Regions from separate parts of the Mus musculus genome. Here regions 2 and 3 are each linked to region 1. A link is a contact called in public Micro-C and promoter capture Hi-C data. All regions are on one chromosome and are shown on one strand. Each heading gives the region's core, a stretch centred on a gene start, on an enhancer-like site or on the middle of the called end of the contact. The rest is flanking DNA. Distances are from core to core; before and after follow the strand shown. Region 1 holds the start of Trp53i13 (transformation related protein 53 inducible protein 13). Region 2 holds the start of Proca1 (protein interacting with cyclin A1). Region 3 holds the start of Nek8 (NIMA (never in mitosis gene a)-related expressed kinase 8).

Region 1 (4,911 bases), core at 777-3,276:
AAAAGAAAAGAAACCAGAGAAAAGAAGGTAGGTATCTCAGAGGAAATGAGCCTGGATTCACATGTGTGGTGAGGGCCTGTGATGCTGGAGAAAAACGAATCAAGAAATCAGATGAAGATAATGCAAGTCTTAAGTCAGACAGGGGAAATCAGCCATAACAGGTGGATTGTAAACATAACTAAAAATAAATAAGTCATAAAGTCAGATGGATTCTGAACAATGAAATAACTTAAACAGAAGGATTACATGCAACAAAGAGACAGCCACGTCCGGTGGTGTACCTGCTGTAATCCTAGCCCTTCAACGGGCAGGAAGATCAGAGCTTTAAGGCCATTCTTGGAGGGGGCTGGAGAGATGGCTCAGCGGTTAAGAGCTCAATCCCAGCAACCACATGGTGGTAATGAGATCTGACACCCTCTTCTGGAGTGTCTTACATACACTACAGTGTACTTACATATAATGATAAATAAATCTTAAAAAAAAAAAAAGGAACACAGTAAAAATAAAATAAAATAAATAAGACCATTCTTGGCTATAGAAGAAGGTTGAAACCAGTTTGGGCTACATGAGACCCTGTGTCAGAGAGAGGTGGAGGGCTGGAGACACAGCTCAGTGGTTAAGAGCTTTTGCTCCTCTTCCAGAGGCTCAGTTCCCAGTACTCAAATGACAGCTCACAACCTATATCTCCAGATCCATCTCTTCTGAATATACAAACACACAGGCCTCAGGCAGTGGCACAGGGTTTTAATCCCAGTACTCTGGAGGCAAAGGCAAGTGGATGTCTGTGAGTTCAAGGCCAGCCAGGTCTACTGTAGTGTATGTAGAGTGAGTTCCAAGACAGTCAATGCTACATGAAGAAGTGCTATCTTAAAAAAAAAAATCAAAAAACCAAAACTAACCAAAGTTAAAAACAACAACAACAAAAAATACCCCACAGGCAAAATTCATACCCATAAAATAAATATAAACAATTTTTAAAAAGAGCATTCATTAAAAATTGAACTGTTTACAACACATTAAAGCACACATTGCTAACATGATATAGTGTTTTGCAATCCAAGCACTATTCACTCACTTCTCAAAGCTGAAGGGACAGAATGCCATCTCTTGCAGAAGAAAATCAGAGCCAAGAAAGACAAGAGAATCCAAATCACACCAGCATTGGGATATAGGTTGTTTTTGCTACCTTCAGAGTAACTTGGAGTTACTTGCCATGCATCTAGCTACTCAACAGAACCCCTGACCCCACACTACCCATCTGCCCTGGGACTGGCAAGTGGAAGCCTCACCTCTTTCTACACAAAGTGGTAAGGAATGGACTGAGAGCCAAGATAGATAGAGGTAACCTGCGAGGCACAGTCTGCCTCCAGGGAAGGCTCCCAAGATGGGCTACTGGTTGTACTTACCTGTCCTTGGCTCACCTGTGTGTAAGTCACTCTTGGTAACACCTACACATGAGAAAAGAAGAGAGCAGCTGGGGACTTCGTGTTGGGTGTGAAGAAGGGGACAACCAGCCCCAAGCCCTGGGCTGAGATGAAGACGCTGGAGACTGAGGGCAGGAGAAACCACAGATGTCCCAATCGGGCGACCACCGAGGGTGCAGCGAGGCCGTTCAAACCCTTCTCGTCCTCGGCCCTACAGGGTTCCTACCTGTGGAGGCACAGGCCACAGGCCTTCAGGACAAGGGGTTCCTGCCTCCTCCGCCGGCTCAGCCACCACCTGTGGGTCCAAGGCGAAGAGCTGGGCGTTGGCCTCTGCGAGGGCCCCGCCCTTTCGGTTCTAGGAGTAGAGGCGCGGACGGATGGAGGGGCCTCCGAATCCCCTCGCGCGCGCCACTCTTTCCAGGACAAAGTTGAAGCAAAGCGCTTTGAGATTCCCCCGGCCAAGACCTTACCCGGAGCCGGTCGCCTTACCTCGCGAAGGCTCAGGAGCCCCACCAGGGCTACCAGAAGCAACCGGGGCGGAGGTGGAGGAGGATGAACCATTTCAGCTGGGCCAGCAGTCCCGCCAACCAACTAGCTGCAGCGCCACTCGCTCGCGCGCGCCCGCGACCCCGCGCCGCTCGCGCGCCCACGTAGACCGCGGCTCGCGCACTGCCTTGCTCCCTCCTCGCCCGGCCTCGTGCCCCGCCCCCCCTACCGCCAGGCCCGCCCCCGCCCCGCCCCGCCTCGCCTACCGCCAGGCCCGCCCCCGCCCCGCCCCGCCTACCGCCAGGCCCGCCCCTGCCCGCCTCCAGGCCGGCGCACGCGTCCTGAACCCAAAGCCGGAAAAGTTAGTCGCCAAGGATCTCCTGGTCTCCAAGCCCATGGAACCACCTCCCTCGGCCGAGATGCGTCCCGGAGCGTTTGTGCGACCATCAGAGCGCAACTGTATCGCCTGAGTAGAATCTTGGAACCCCGCAAAGGGCAGGAAGTGAGATCCTTAAGGACCGGGTGACCCAGGTGGAGACTTGTGTGCTCTTTTGGCAAACCCGCTCAACACGGAATTATGAAATCCTAGCTGTCCCAGAGAGAAGGTCCCGGCTCTAGCGCTTCACCTTCACGTTGCTCCAGTCCTGCTCTCGCTAATAATAAGAACTGAGCCCCGAGCTGTTTTGGGAGGGTCTTAGGCCCAGAAGCCTTAAGAAGCCAGAGCTTTCTTGATTCCCGCTCTCCTTTGCCCAAGGAAACACTGGTCCGAGGAGCTACAGTGCTCAGCTCGGCCTCCCTTGCAAGGGAGCGCTGCAAAGGAAATCCAGCTAAGGATTGACGCCCAATCAAAAGTTTGAAACAGGCCTGCGAGATGGCTCAGTGGGAAACGGTGCTGGCCGCCAGCCTGACGACCAGAGTTTAATCTGTGGACCTAAGTGATTGAAGGAGGGACCTGATTCCCACAGATTGTCCTCTGACCTAGACACACACACATACACACACCCCTAAACAAATCTTTTTAGGTTTGAAATACATCAAAAAATAGTTATTTCAGGCCTCTCCCATGTGCCCGGACTTATTTCACCCACCCCTGCAGAAATGACCAGATGTTGATCTGACCTAAAGAACCACACTTCTCTCTACCAAAGCCCCACCGCGGGGCTAAGCATCCCTTAATCCTCTCCCTCAACATATTCGGCCAGACTCGAGCCTCTTTCCTTTCCTACAGTCCTTCTTGATAAGTAGTGGAGACGCCTAACTCTTGGAAAGCGTCCTTGGGGGTGGGCTGGGAAGGCCACAAGTGTCTACCGGCTAGTGCCCGGATGCCCTCCAGAGAAACGACAGCCACCTCCCTCAAACTCGTGGTCAGGGTCAGATGCTTCAGTCTGCCTCTGGCCAGGTGCAGAGTCCCAGCCCTACTGAGTTATCGCCCAGTTGCTGGTCCTGGCTGGGCGGCAGGGCCAGGCGAAGGAGAGAGAGATAACACGTCTCTAGCTGCAAAGGCAGCAGCGAGTGGGGAAAGTGAAGCCAGCGAGGGATCAGCGCTTTGCTCCCTTCTTGCTTTTTTGCTACTCCTCAATAGCGGATCCTGAGGGTGCAGTGACCCAGGGTCTCCCCTGGAGCCAGACTTCATTGAGGGCAAGGGTAGAAGCAGGCACCTCCCGTTCACCCAGGCCTCCAGCCTCACCCCCTCCCCAATCCTTTCCTAGCACTCCTTGTTCCGCTCTCTCTGGTTGGCCCTCAGGTCCTCGCTCCCGCTTTGTGGCCCGGCTCTCTTTCACCCTCTGCTCCAGCTTGTCGCAATCGCTGTACAAAGGGCTGGGGGCGGGAGTGGGGGGGCGGGCGAGGGGAGCTCGACCCGAACTGGCTGTCTCCTCCTGACCACGACCAATCCGGAGCGCGCGCGCCCTCCTGCTTGGGAGGACTCTTGACAGCCACGGGCGGCCGGGCGGAGCCGCGCGGACAGAACGAGGAGCCCGACGAGAGGACAGCTCCGCTCCCCGCAGCCCAGTGCCTCCCTCCGGGGACTGTCCTGCCAGGCCATGCCTCCGTGGGCGGCCGCTCTAGCGCTGCTACTGGCGGCGCTCGCCTTGCTCCTCCTGCGACCCTGGAAGCGCGCTGTCGGAGCGCGAACCTCAGTCCGGGACCACGAGGAGCAGGAGGTGGCGAGCGGAGGCCCCGCGGATCAGTTCAGCGACCGGCGCGAAGCGCTCCCCGGAGGCTGCAGCCTCATTTGCAAGCCGTCGGCGCTGGCCCAGTGCCTGCTGCGCGCTCTGCGACGCTCGGCGGCGCTGGAACCCAGCCCCCGCTCCTGGCTGTCGGGACCCCACCTGCAAACCTTCTGCCACTTCATCCTGCCAGTCGGGCCCGGGCCTGAGCTAGCCCGTGAGTACCTGCAGCTGGCAGATGATGGGCTGGTGGCTCTGGATTGGGTCATAGGACCTTGTGCCAGGGGCCGCCGGGTCACCAACCCTGGGAGCCTCCCTCCAGTGCTGTTGGTAATCCCCAATGCATGGGGACGCCTCACTCGCAATGTACTGGGGCTCTGCCTGCTCGCCCTGGAGCGCGGCTACTACCCGGTCATCTTCCATCGCCGCGGCCACCACGGTTGCCCGCTAGTCAGCCCCAGACTACAGCCTTTCGGGGACCCGTCCGACCTCAAGGAGGCGGTGACTTACATTCGCTTCCGACACCCGGCGGCCCCCCTGTTCGCGGTGAGCGAGGGTTCAGGGTCCGCGCTGCTGCTGTCCTACTTGGGGGAGTGTGGCTCCTCCAGCTATGTGACTGGCGCCGCCTGCATCTCGCCAGTGCTACGCTGTCGCGAGTGGTTCGAGGCTGGCTTGCCTTGGCCCTATGAACGTGGGTTCTTGCTGCACCAGAAAATCTCTCTCAGCAGGTGGGTAACGGGAACAGAAGTCTACAGCTCTGCCTGGTATGGGAACAGAGCTTTGTGGGTAGGTTGGGGCAAAGTTCTCACGAGGTTTCCAAAGCTGTTCAAACC
Region 2 (4,911 bases), core at 1,765-4,264, 680 kb after region 1:
TTAACCACCTGGTTAACAGTGGCAGAGAGCGGAGGTGGGGTGGTTACCTTCAATCCATGGTTCATATATTTCCCATCCCTTTTCAGGCATCAACAGCGATGACAAAAACCTGTACCTAACTGCCAGCAAGAAAAAGGCCACATGTTGTCCCTGAGCAGTGAGGACTGTCCAGAGACTTCCCATTTCCGGGGTACCGTGCTACCTGCAACTGCTCCAGAACTCAACCCCTGGACATTTGCACTGACTTTTTCCAGACCAAAGAGCTATCCATTGATGTCAGTGCCCCCCAGAAGGTGACAGGGACCATGCTAGTCATTTGCTGCCCCCAGGCACCATGCCAAAGACTGGATGACCCTCTGTTCCTCTGGGGCTCTCCAGGGTGCCTGGTGAGGGGCAGTGTTCTTGCTGCTTTTGCTCAGCCTGCTGGGCCTTTCATGTATAAAAATGCTTAATGATTTTAGCCTTACACTGTGCCTTATGCATTAAAGTCCATTATTAGCATTTTCTTTCTTTCTTTAAAGATTTATTTATTTTATGTATATGAGTACACTGTAGCTATCTTTAGACACACCAGAAGAGGGCATCAGATCCCATTACAGATGGTTGTGAGCCACCATGTGGTTGCTGGGAATTGAACTCAGGACCTTTGGAAGAGTAATCAGTGCTCTTAACCGCTGAGCCATCTCTCCAGCCCCGTTATTAGCATTTTCTAGGCTGGAGTCCTTACTAGAGATAATAGGTGTAGTGGGGGCATGTAGCGATTTGGGGATTGGAGCCCCTATGGGGATTCTGTTCATTCCTGGCTCCTAAAACAGGGCTCACACTGGCTGACGTCTCAGAGATCAGGTTTTGGAGACTAACTATATCTTCTAGATTCTCTGGGTTAAAATCTGAGTAACTACCCTTTCCTTGCTGTTTTCTTTCCTCTCTGTCTCCCTCTCCCTTTCTTCTTGAGGTAGGGTCTCTTGTAGGCCAGCCTGACCTCAAAATTACCATGTACCTAAGTATTGTGTGACTGTGTCCCTAGAGAGACAATCTATTTGTCCCAGATAGAGAACTGATGGTAGACTAAAGGATACATATCTAAGTCCAACTTGGAGAAGCAATGAGTTTAATTGGGTTACTTACAGGGATATGGGTGAGGGGCTGCGTACAGAAGCAGAAATGACTCAAAGACGGCTGCATCACCGAAAGCCACTCCAGTATGAGTGACAGTTTATGAAAGCTGGAAATGAGGAGCACACTGCACAGCCTGCGGACAACTGGGCAGATCAGAGGGGCTTCCAGCCAGCTCAGCTTGTCTGAGAGTGTCTCTCAAGCAGTCCTGACTGCTTAAATATGCTTGGGGGAGAAGGGGTCTAGTACACCTGCTCAGTTTCAGGGATTTCCTGAAGCCTTTGAGTTGTTTACTTCCTGAGCTTAAGGAACTTTCCTGAAGGGGAGAATGTTTGATCTCCCTGCAGAACCGGCTGTGTGACCTTTCTATCATGAAACACTCAGAATTCTGAATAGGACTTTGGGTTATGATCCTCCCCAGAAATCCTTCACTGCACTTTCTGTACTACAGGAGCCAGGCCACTGGTACAGACACTTCTGGCTCAGTCCCAAGTCCTGTAACCAACACATATGACATCATTAACAACAGGGTCTTACCATTCAGTTTTGGAATGTTGCTGACAGCAGTGGTAAATAGCCCTATTGTTCTAGAGGCTTCCCTGACCAGCAACTCTAAGGAAGTAATCCACCCTTACTACTAGGGGGTTATATTTATTTATTTTTGAAACAGGGTTTCATGGTCAGCCCCAGGTGACCTGAAACTCAGAGATCTGCCTGCCTCTGCCTCCCAACAAAGGCACACAGGCCCATGCCACCACATCCGGCTTTCTCCCCTACCCCCCCCCCTCTTTTTTTTTTTTGAGTCCTGATCTTGGCTCTCCTGGAGCTCACGATGAAAATCAAGCTGGCCTCGAACTCAGAGATCTACCTGCAAGTGTGTGGATTAAAGGCAAACATCACCATGGCCAGCCTATCCTCTGCTTTTTGAGGTACACCTATTCTGGCTTTGGAAGCTGATTGGAGGTAAACTGAGAGATGTGACGTGAGGGATATCTGTGAAGCAGCTCTCATTCATTCACATCGTCTTGTACAGAGTTGGTTAACCCAGTGTGCATGTGAGAAGTCACCTCAATACTCAGTTCTCCCAGGGGCCTGCCCGAATGTGTAGTCCCATGAGGTGCATGTATAGGACAGTTGCACATATACTTTTTTGTTTTGTTTTGTTTTTGTTTTTCGAGACTGGGTTTCTCTGTGTAGCCCTGGCTGTCCTGGAACTCTCTCTGTAGACCAGGCTGGCCTCGAACTCAGAAATCAGCCTGCCTCTGCCTCCCGAGTTGCTGGGATTAAAGGCGTGCGCCACCACCACCCCGCACACATGTACTTCTTATGTTAGATCTGTGTAGACTTTTGGCGTCATCGTGTGTGATATACGAGTGAAGTGTGGACGCTGTGTTTGAGCAACGTGAAGGTTTCCTACTGGGATGGAGTTACCACGAATGTAAGTCACCTTACTTTCTCAACAGGAAAATAGGGCACTGTGGGGCCTAGGGATTGGGAGGAAATCTGAAGGGTAGATCTGAGGGGGATGGGTCTGGCGATCCGGGGTTAGGGGGCTTTAGGGTGTACTATACACAGTGGAGGAGGGACTTGTCACCAAGGAGACGCAAAGCCAGGATACCTGCAAGGACATACGTTCATGAAGATTGGTCCCTGGCTAACCTCCAGAAGGCGTGGCGGTCCTGGTGCTAGAGCTTGAATTTGGAAGGGGCGGGGCCAGCAACTGTTGTGGGCGGGGCTCTGGGCTAGAGTTTTCTAGAAGCAGGGACCAGCAAGGTGCTAAGTATGGGACTGAGTGCTGGGTCTGTAAGGTAAAGGTAAAAGCCCGTACTGGCGTTAAGGGTGTGACGAAGGGACTGGAAGGAGCTGGAGATCCCGGATGAAGAACCCGACTGACGCTTAGACCCGGGCTGGAAGACCTGAGGGGGGGAGGCGGGCGGGGGGTTGGGCAAGCATGAGGCGGAGCTAGGGGCTGGACTGGAGCTTACAGCTGGGCCGAGGGCTCGACCAAGCTGAGGTTCAACGTTGAACTCTGCGAGGTAGGGTCCTGTGGAAGAACTGGGCTGACAGCGATGTGGGTCAGGACGACAATAACGGTTAAAAGATGGACTGAGGAAAGGTCTGGCCGCAAAATTGAGAGAACCGAGAGAACTGGTAAGGGGCGGGGCAGAAGGATGGGGGCGTGGCTGGGCGTGGCTCTGGAAGTTTGCTTGACTTGGCTTCCTCCCGACCCAGGCTCAGCTCTTGAGCATTAGGCTGCAACCTCTGGCCTGGGCTACCGCCCCAAAGGCGCTAGGGTTCGGTAGAACCCTTGGCCCAATGCTCATCTGGGCTCCAGGGCTGGGCGGCCAGTTCCATTGACCTTGAGGGTGGGAAAGCGTCTGAGTATTCCACAAGTGACATCATAATCACCTCCAAGTGCCTAGCTAGGAGACATTTCCCAGAACAGGGCTCACTGGCCTCTCTTGCACTCTCCTCTCTCTCTCTCTCTCTCTCTCTCTCTCTCTCTCGCTCTCGCTCTCTCGCTCTCTCGCTCGCTCTCTTTCTCTCTCTCTCTCTCTCTCTCGCTCTCTCGCTCTCTCGCTCTCTCGCTCTCTCGCTCGCTCTCTCGCGCTCTCTCGCTCTCGCTCTCTCTTCCTTTTTCTTTCTTTCTTCCCTCCACACACCTTTTGTTTTGTTTTGTTTTGTTTTTTCGTTTTTTTTCGGGACATGGTTTCTCTGTATAGTCTTGGCTGTCCTGGAACTCACTCTGTAGACCAGGCTGGCCTTGAACTCAGAAATCCCCCCTGCCTCTGCCTCCCAAGTGCTGGGACTAAAGGCATGCGCCACCACTGACCGGCTTTTTTTTTTTTTTTTTTGTCCCTCCACACACATTCTTTTGGCTGCTCTAGTGCCTGTCCTCTGGGCCTCAAAGGAAGGGAGGGGTTTTGCAGGATAAGGAGGATCCTCTACAAATAAATGTGCATTTTGAGTTAGGTCCCTGCTACCTGTCCCAACGAAGAGACCACATGCTTTTCTCTTCCTTTCAAGCTATTACCATCTTCATTCTGCCACAGGAGCTCTGGACCGACTGCCTTGATCACCGCTCCCCTCTGTCCTCTTTGGACAAAGAGGCAGACTATCTCTCCAAATCCCACTTCTCGTTGATCCTTCCTGTTTTCCCTCCCAAACAGCTGATGTTGTCAACATCTATTAGGAGTATTAGTGGAAGGCAAACAGGCTTCAGCCTTGCATAAAGCCTGCTAGAGTGACAGGAGGAAAGGAGTCCAGTGCAGTTTGAGCCTGGCCTAGGCACAGGCCTTTACTGGAATAGCTTTAGGATTTGAGCGCCACAGGGGAGGCCCTGCATCAAGATCAAAGAAAGGAAATCAGAAGTGAGGAATCCGCAAGGTGGGGATTAAAAGCAAATGTTTTGGGGGTGACAACTGGATAAGGCAGGAGCTGAATCTAGTTTCAGGGCTTGGCCTTGGAGCTGTGGCATAGGGTACTTAGCTTAGGATATGTGTCTCCTTAGCCAGCAAGGCACACTGGCTTGGGAGCCAAGAAGACCAGCTTTTCTGCCTCTGCTGTCACCTTTCATCCTGAGCAAATTACTTAGTCACTCTGGGTCAGGGTCCCTCAATAAACAATTTAGAATCAAAGTCATACTTTAAAAGCCCACCGTAGGGTCCAGCATTGTGAAAGTGTATATCCTGGGAGATTATCTCCCCCATTACAGCTCACAGGAGTGCTAGGAGCTGGGCTTCCAGCTTACATGTAAGAGTGCTTGCTTAGCGTGTGTGAGGCCCTGGAGCTGAC
Region 3 (4,911 bases), core at 926-3,425, 660 kb after region 1:
CAATCTCCCCGAGCCTTCTAAAATGGTCCTTCTCTGCCTTCACCAAATCTAACCCCTACATAGCAGCCACAATGGCACCCAGCTTTGTTTCCTTGTCTGAGCTGGCACTCCAATCCAGGGCCCTCTATTGCTGCACCCCAACCTGAGAATGTCCTTCAAACACAGGGGTCAGGTTAGTTCACTCCCTTGCTTTGTTTGTTTTCAGGGTCACTCTCACAGAGGCCAGGCTGACCTTGAACTTGCTCTGAAGCATACACATTTAGCTAAAGACCTTAAACTCCCTATCCACCAGCTTCTACCTCCACCATTCCTGCTGAGATTCCAGGCATGGACCACCATATCGCATTCAGCTTTCAAATTCTTCCCTGGTTTGTGGCGTAGCTCTGTGATACCGTGAATTCAATAGCTAGCACAAACAAGAACAAAACCCTCTCGCCTTTATACTTTAAATCAACTCAACCTCTTTCTCTGGTTTACAAGATCATAATCTGGTCCCCACCCTCCATGACAACCACATTCCTTACCTTGCTCACCACATTCCAACTACAGGAGTCTTTTTCTCAGTTTCTTGACTGCTATAACATTTTTCCCATGTGAGGGTCTTTGCAAATGCTACTTCATCTACCAGAAGGACTCTACCTGGCCCTCATTTCTTCAGATCTTTTGGTTTGGCTTTGATGTTGCTGATGTTGTTTTGTCAAAACAAGAGTTTCTCAGTGTAGTCCTGGCTGTCCTGGAACTTGCTCTGTAGACCAGGCGGGCCTCAAACTCAGACTTTTGCCTGCCTCTGCCTCACAAGTGCTGGAATTAAAGGTGTGTGCCACCAAGCCAGGCTCAGTTCTTCAAGTCTTGACCTTCCACCTCATCTGGACTCCTTAAGTTCCTGCTGTTGATAACTGCTCAAACTTCATTAACTGTTTTAACAATGTCTTGCTTGTTGGATCACCTTCCTGTGGGCTATATTACCTTCCTTGGTGAACTTCTTAAGTTCCCTTTTGGTTTAGAAATTAAACCCAAGTACGCTAGGCAGGAGCTCTACCACTGATATTCACCCTCAGTCCCTCTTTTCTTTTTCTAAAATTTGAGAAGGGTAGCACTAAGTTGCCTAGACTGGTTTTAAGCTAGTTATGTAGTTCAGGCCTGTCCAGAGTATACCATAAAAACTGCTTTTCTGCCGGGCGTGGTGGCGCACGCCTTTAATCCCAGCACTCGGGAGGCAGAGGCAGGCGGATTTCTGAGTTCGAGGCCACCCTGGTCTACAGAGTGAGTTCCAGGACAGCCAGGGCTATACAGAGAAACCCTGTCTCGAAAAACCAAAAAAAAAAAAAAAAAAAAAAAAAAAAAAAACTGCTTTTCTTTTCTTTTTTAAAGATTTGTTATATCTAAGTACATTGTAGCTATTTTTAGACACACCAGAAGAGGGCGTCAGATCTCATTATACAGATGGTTGTGAGCCACCATGTGGTTGCTGAGATTTGAACTCAGGACCTTTTGGAGAGCAGTCTGTGCTCTTAACCATCTCTTCAGCTCTTGCTTGTCTTTTCTTTTGGAGACAATCTCTATGTAGTCCAGGTTGGCCTCGAATTCACAGCAATGCTCCTACATCTGCTCCCAAGTACTGAAATGACAAGCGTGTACCACCCCACCTGGTGCACGGTCTCTTACTGTTGATAACTGCTCAAACTTCATTAACTGTTTTAACAATATCTTGTTTGTTTGGATCAACTACCTATGGGCTATGTTCGTAAAGGGGAAGTACCTCGCCTGTTTTGGTCATAACTGTAAACTCCGGGCAGTCTGACCTGTGCAGTTTACGCTTATTATCAGTTGAAGCAAAGAATAACCAATCTACAGGGAAAAACTATCTTCCAAGGGCACAGGCTGGTCTGGAGGGCGTGGTTTGGCTGTGGGCGGGGCCTCCCGCCTAAACCTAAGGACCGGATGCCTGGGCGGGGCATCCCATAGTGGTGCTCTGGCTTCGGGGCGGAGCCAACAGGGCCACGATTTCTTGGTCAGAATTAGGGCCCTAATTTCTCCCTTAGCATTTCCTCCCCAGCGCCCTGGCTCACCCGAAGGCACCTCTTCCCACCACTCGGATCCGCTCGTACTTCTCCATCTCATTTCTCAGTTACGCTTCTGGAATCCCGGTGCGGCGCGTGCGCGGACCCTCCCATCTGGGAGCTCCTCCTCCTTGCTGTAAAACTTTTGCAGGGCGGAGCCGGCGAAACGGGGGCGTCTGTCGAGTCCGGCGTCTTTCTCTGACTTTGAACTCAACCTAGAGGCTAAGTCGTGTTTCCCCAACGAGGGATCAGAGAATAGTCGTTCTGGGTTTCTTGACGAGTCCCTCAGTGCTCAGAACCGTACCAGCCACATCGCACACGCGTGACTTGGGCATAGGTAGTTAGACTGGAGCGATAAGGCGCCCACTTATGTTGCCCGGCAAAAAAACAAGATTGTTCTTTCAGAGGTCTAATGCGAGTGGAATGCGAAGATCGATACAGTCCCCACTGTCCGGGACGAGTTGGCACTACCTCAGAAAGATAAAGGGATTCTCATGATTGGCACGTAAAGTATAAACCACCAAAACCGAGCCGGTCTGTGTGGGGAGAGGAGCGGCGTTATTTGGTGTTTGCCGAGGGAGGGACCGGGAAAACCCCAGTTGGACAAACTGATTCACCTGAAGAGTACATGACGTGGTCTCTTGGTTGTAACAACTACTGAGCACAGTGCTCTCGGTTTCTCAGAATCCGCACAAAACGCTGCCGTAGGGGGACTCGGAGCTTTACTCAAAACTTATAGCGTCGCGGTAGGGGGAAACCCAGAGAAGGTTCTATGCTTCTGTCCAGAAATAGTGGGCTGGTTGGTATCGCTGCTAGGGTTTCGACCAGGATGAATGAAATCCTGACTTCTTCATGACGCCTGCAGCTCTAAGGGAGTTATAAAATGTCAGTATTCAGGAGGTGGTCCTTAGCTAACAACGTTCCTATTTCTCAGTGGGCGAGAGAAGGGTTGTTTATTTTTTGTCCCTGCCCCGCCCCAAACTAGCCTACGTGGAGGGAACCTGTGGTCACTGGCTCAGGCCGGAGTTGGCTGGGGAAGCAAAGAGGGAGTGCTGGGGTAAAACGCTCACACAAAACATTACATCGTGCTATCACTTAGTAACCGAATGGGCCTTGAGTGACCCTGGGGACCTCTGGGAGTTAATGTGTAACCCTGGAACCATCAGGGAAGGCAGCAAATACCCAAAAGGCATAGGTGCCTGGGAGTCTGAGCTTGGGCTTTTGCCCCTCAACATCTTGAAACACCGTTCTCCTAGTCCCCACTTTTTGCCCTCGTTGTCCACTTCCACCTCCCAAAGGCACACTCCCTTCATTCAGCACCGCCTCTGGGTTGCTCCTTTTCTCCTGGTCTGCCGATCCCGCTCCGCAGAGCAACTGCCTTACTCTCTGGAGTGGAGGCGGGCTTGGATCCCGCATCACAGTGAGGACAGACTGACACCTAGTGGCCAGAAGCCGCATCTACTCCAGGCCGCTGCCCTGGAGAGAGGGTCACCCCAGCTGTCTGGGCAAATCGGCAGCCTTCCCCGCCCCAGCCTCCAAGGAGCCAGAAGAGGGTTGGGACTGTCTGAGGGAGGACTGTGACAACCGCTGTGTTCCAGGAGCCCAAGAACGATGGGGAGAAGTGTGGTGATGGTGGGTGACTCAACAGTTCCTAAGCACCACTCGTGCGGGGCGCGGGAGAAGCAGGTAAACACGTCGATCCCGGTCCAAGAGAGGAATCGAGTCTGGGCGGAGCCGTGGTCTGAGGCGGCGCTCCTGAGCCCCCGGGTTTAGCGTTCAGCAGCCCGGTCTGTGCGACGGTCCCGCCCAGCTCTGCCCTGAAAGAGTTGAGAGAGGAGCGTTCTCGCAGAACCTGCCCAGGGTGTAGGAGCTGGTGGCGGCAGAGAAAGTCGGGAAGTGGGCTAGTGGGGCCGTACGCACGAGGGCGGCCGAGGACGCCTTCGGATGTCGGGAGGCGCCAGACAGGGTGCCTCGGCAACGATGGCGAGGACAGCCCCTTCGCGCTCGAAGTCGGCCGATTCCGGGCGGGGCCCTGGGGGACACCGGCCTCGCGCCCTCCTCGCGGCAGAGGCGCCCGAGGGGCGGGGGCAGGCGGCGGGGCGGGGCGGGGGCGAGGGCGGCAGGGGCGGGCAGAGGCCTCACTGGGAACGCGGGGAGGAGCGAAGGGGCCTTGAGGGCTCCGCGAAACTGTGGGGCTGGCGGCCCGCGGCAGAAACGATCGTGGCGCGCTGGCCAGAGAAGGAACGGTGTTCCCAGAACTGTCGGAGGAGACGGCTTAAGGGGCGGACAGACAGACGGCAGGAAGGGTCAGCATGCCCCTACTGTTCCACCCCGCCTGGCCGCTGCTCCTGGGCGCCACGCTGACCTTCCGGGCACTCCGGCGCGTGCTCTGTCGCCTGCCCCAGCCTGCACACGTGCAAACCGACCCCCTGCGCACCTGGCGTTGGCACAACCTACTCGTCTCTTTCACCCACTCCATTGTATCAGGGATCTGGGCACTGCTGTGGTGAGTGAACAACCCGGGGTAAATGAGATGGCCGTGGGATCTTTCGCGGGGTGCTCGGACTGGGCTCCCTCTTGCTATTCCCATCACGGGTGAACAGACGCCAAGGATCTCACCTGATTCCGTTTGGAAAACTACCCAACCAAGAACGGCTGTGGGAAACCCAAGGTACCTGGGCTTTGGCCAAGTCCCTCCTTACTCTTCAACCAGCCAATAGTAGGCGCACAGAGCACCCTGGGACTGGCAAGACTGTTGGGGGAGGCGAGGGTCCTCCGGGAGGCTACAACCGCGAGAACATCCCTTTTCTCTATTCCAGCTTATGGCAAACCCCTGAAATGCTGGTGGAGA

What was found. A called contact is a pair of places that touch in the nucleus more often than the background predicts. Capture Hi-C pulls out chosen DNA fragments and counts their contacts.
Region 2: a contact with region 1 is called in a promoter capture Hi-C map of liver, with 2.3 times the contacts expected there. The contact joins the promoter of Proca1 here to the promoter of Trp53i13 in region 1. A contact is called at or near these places in 1 of 39 promoter capture datasets (neural stem cells), 2 of 484 Hi-C or Micro-C datasets (myocytes and nephron progenitors), 3 of 115 datasets of contacts at active chromatin or transcription factors (embryonic stem cells, large pre-B cells and memory CD8 T cells) and 2 of 9 other capture datasets (liver and pancreatic islet).
Region 3: a Micro-C map of embryonic stem cells shows a contact between it and region 1, with 4 times the contacts expected there. The contact joins the promoter of Nek8 here to the promoter of Trp53i13 in region 1. A contact is called at or near these places in 2 of 39 promoter capture datasets (embryonic stem cells and neural stem cells), 8 of 484 Hi-C or Micro-C datasets (embryonic stem cells, myocytes and nephron progenitors), 5 of 115 datasets of contacts at active chromatin or transcription factors (embryonic stem cells, large pre-B cells, memory CD8 T cells and 1 more) and 2 of 9 other capture datasets (liver and pancreatic islet).

What each region holds. Positions count from the first base shown.
Region 1 is chr11:77,511,247-77,516,157 of GRCm38.p6, forward strand. It overlaps Trp53i13 (transformation related protein 53 inducible protein 13), which reads right to left and starts at 2,027. Exons shown (of 7, transcript NM_001024920.1): 1 at 1,914-2,027; 2 at 1,651-1,719; 3 at 1,407-1,448. The coding sequence starts at 1,985. It overlaps Abhd15 (abhydrolase domain containing 15), which reads left to right and starts at 3,871. Exons shown (of 2, transcript NM_026185.4): 1 at 3,871-4,806. The coding sequence starts at 3,953.
Region 2 is chr11:78,191,688-78,196,598 of GRCm38.p6, forward strand. Proca1 (protein interacting with cyclin A1) reads left to right here and starts at 3,015. Exons shown (of 4, transcript NM_001368876.1): 1 at 3,015-3,267. The coding sequence starts at 3,186. Rab34 (RAB34, member RAS oncogene family) reads left to right here. Exons shown (of 10, transcript NM_033475.3): 10 at 87-506. The coding sequence ends at 154.
Region 3 is chr11:78,174,491-78,179,401 of GRCm38.p6, forward strand. Nek8 (NIMA (never in mitosis gene a)-related expressed kinase 8) reads right to left here and starts at 2,176. Exons shown (of 15, transcript NM_080849.3): 1 at 2,070-2,176. The coding sequence starts at 2,116. Tlcd1 (TLC domain containing 1) reads left to right here and starts at 4,168. Exons shown (of 4, transcript NM_026708.2): 1 at 4,168-4,566; 2 at 4,880-4,911. The coding sequence starts at 4,373. It overlaps Mir7653 (microRNA 7653), which reads left to right and starts at 4,337; the gene lies at 4,337-4,397.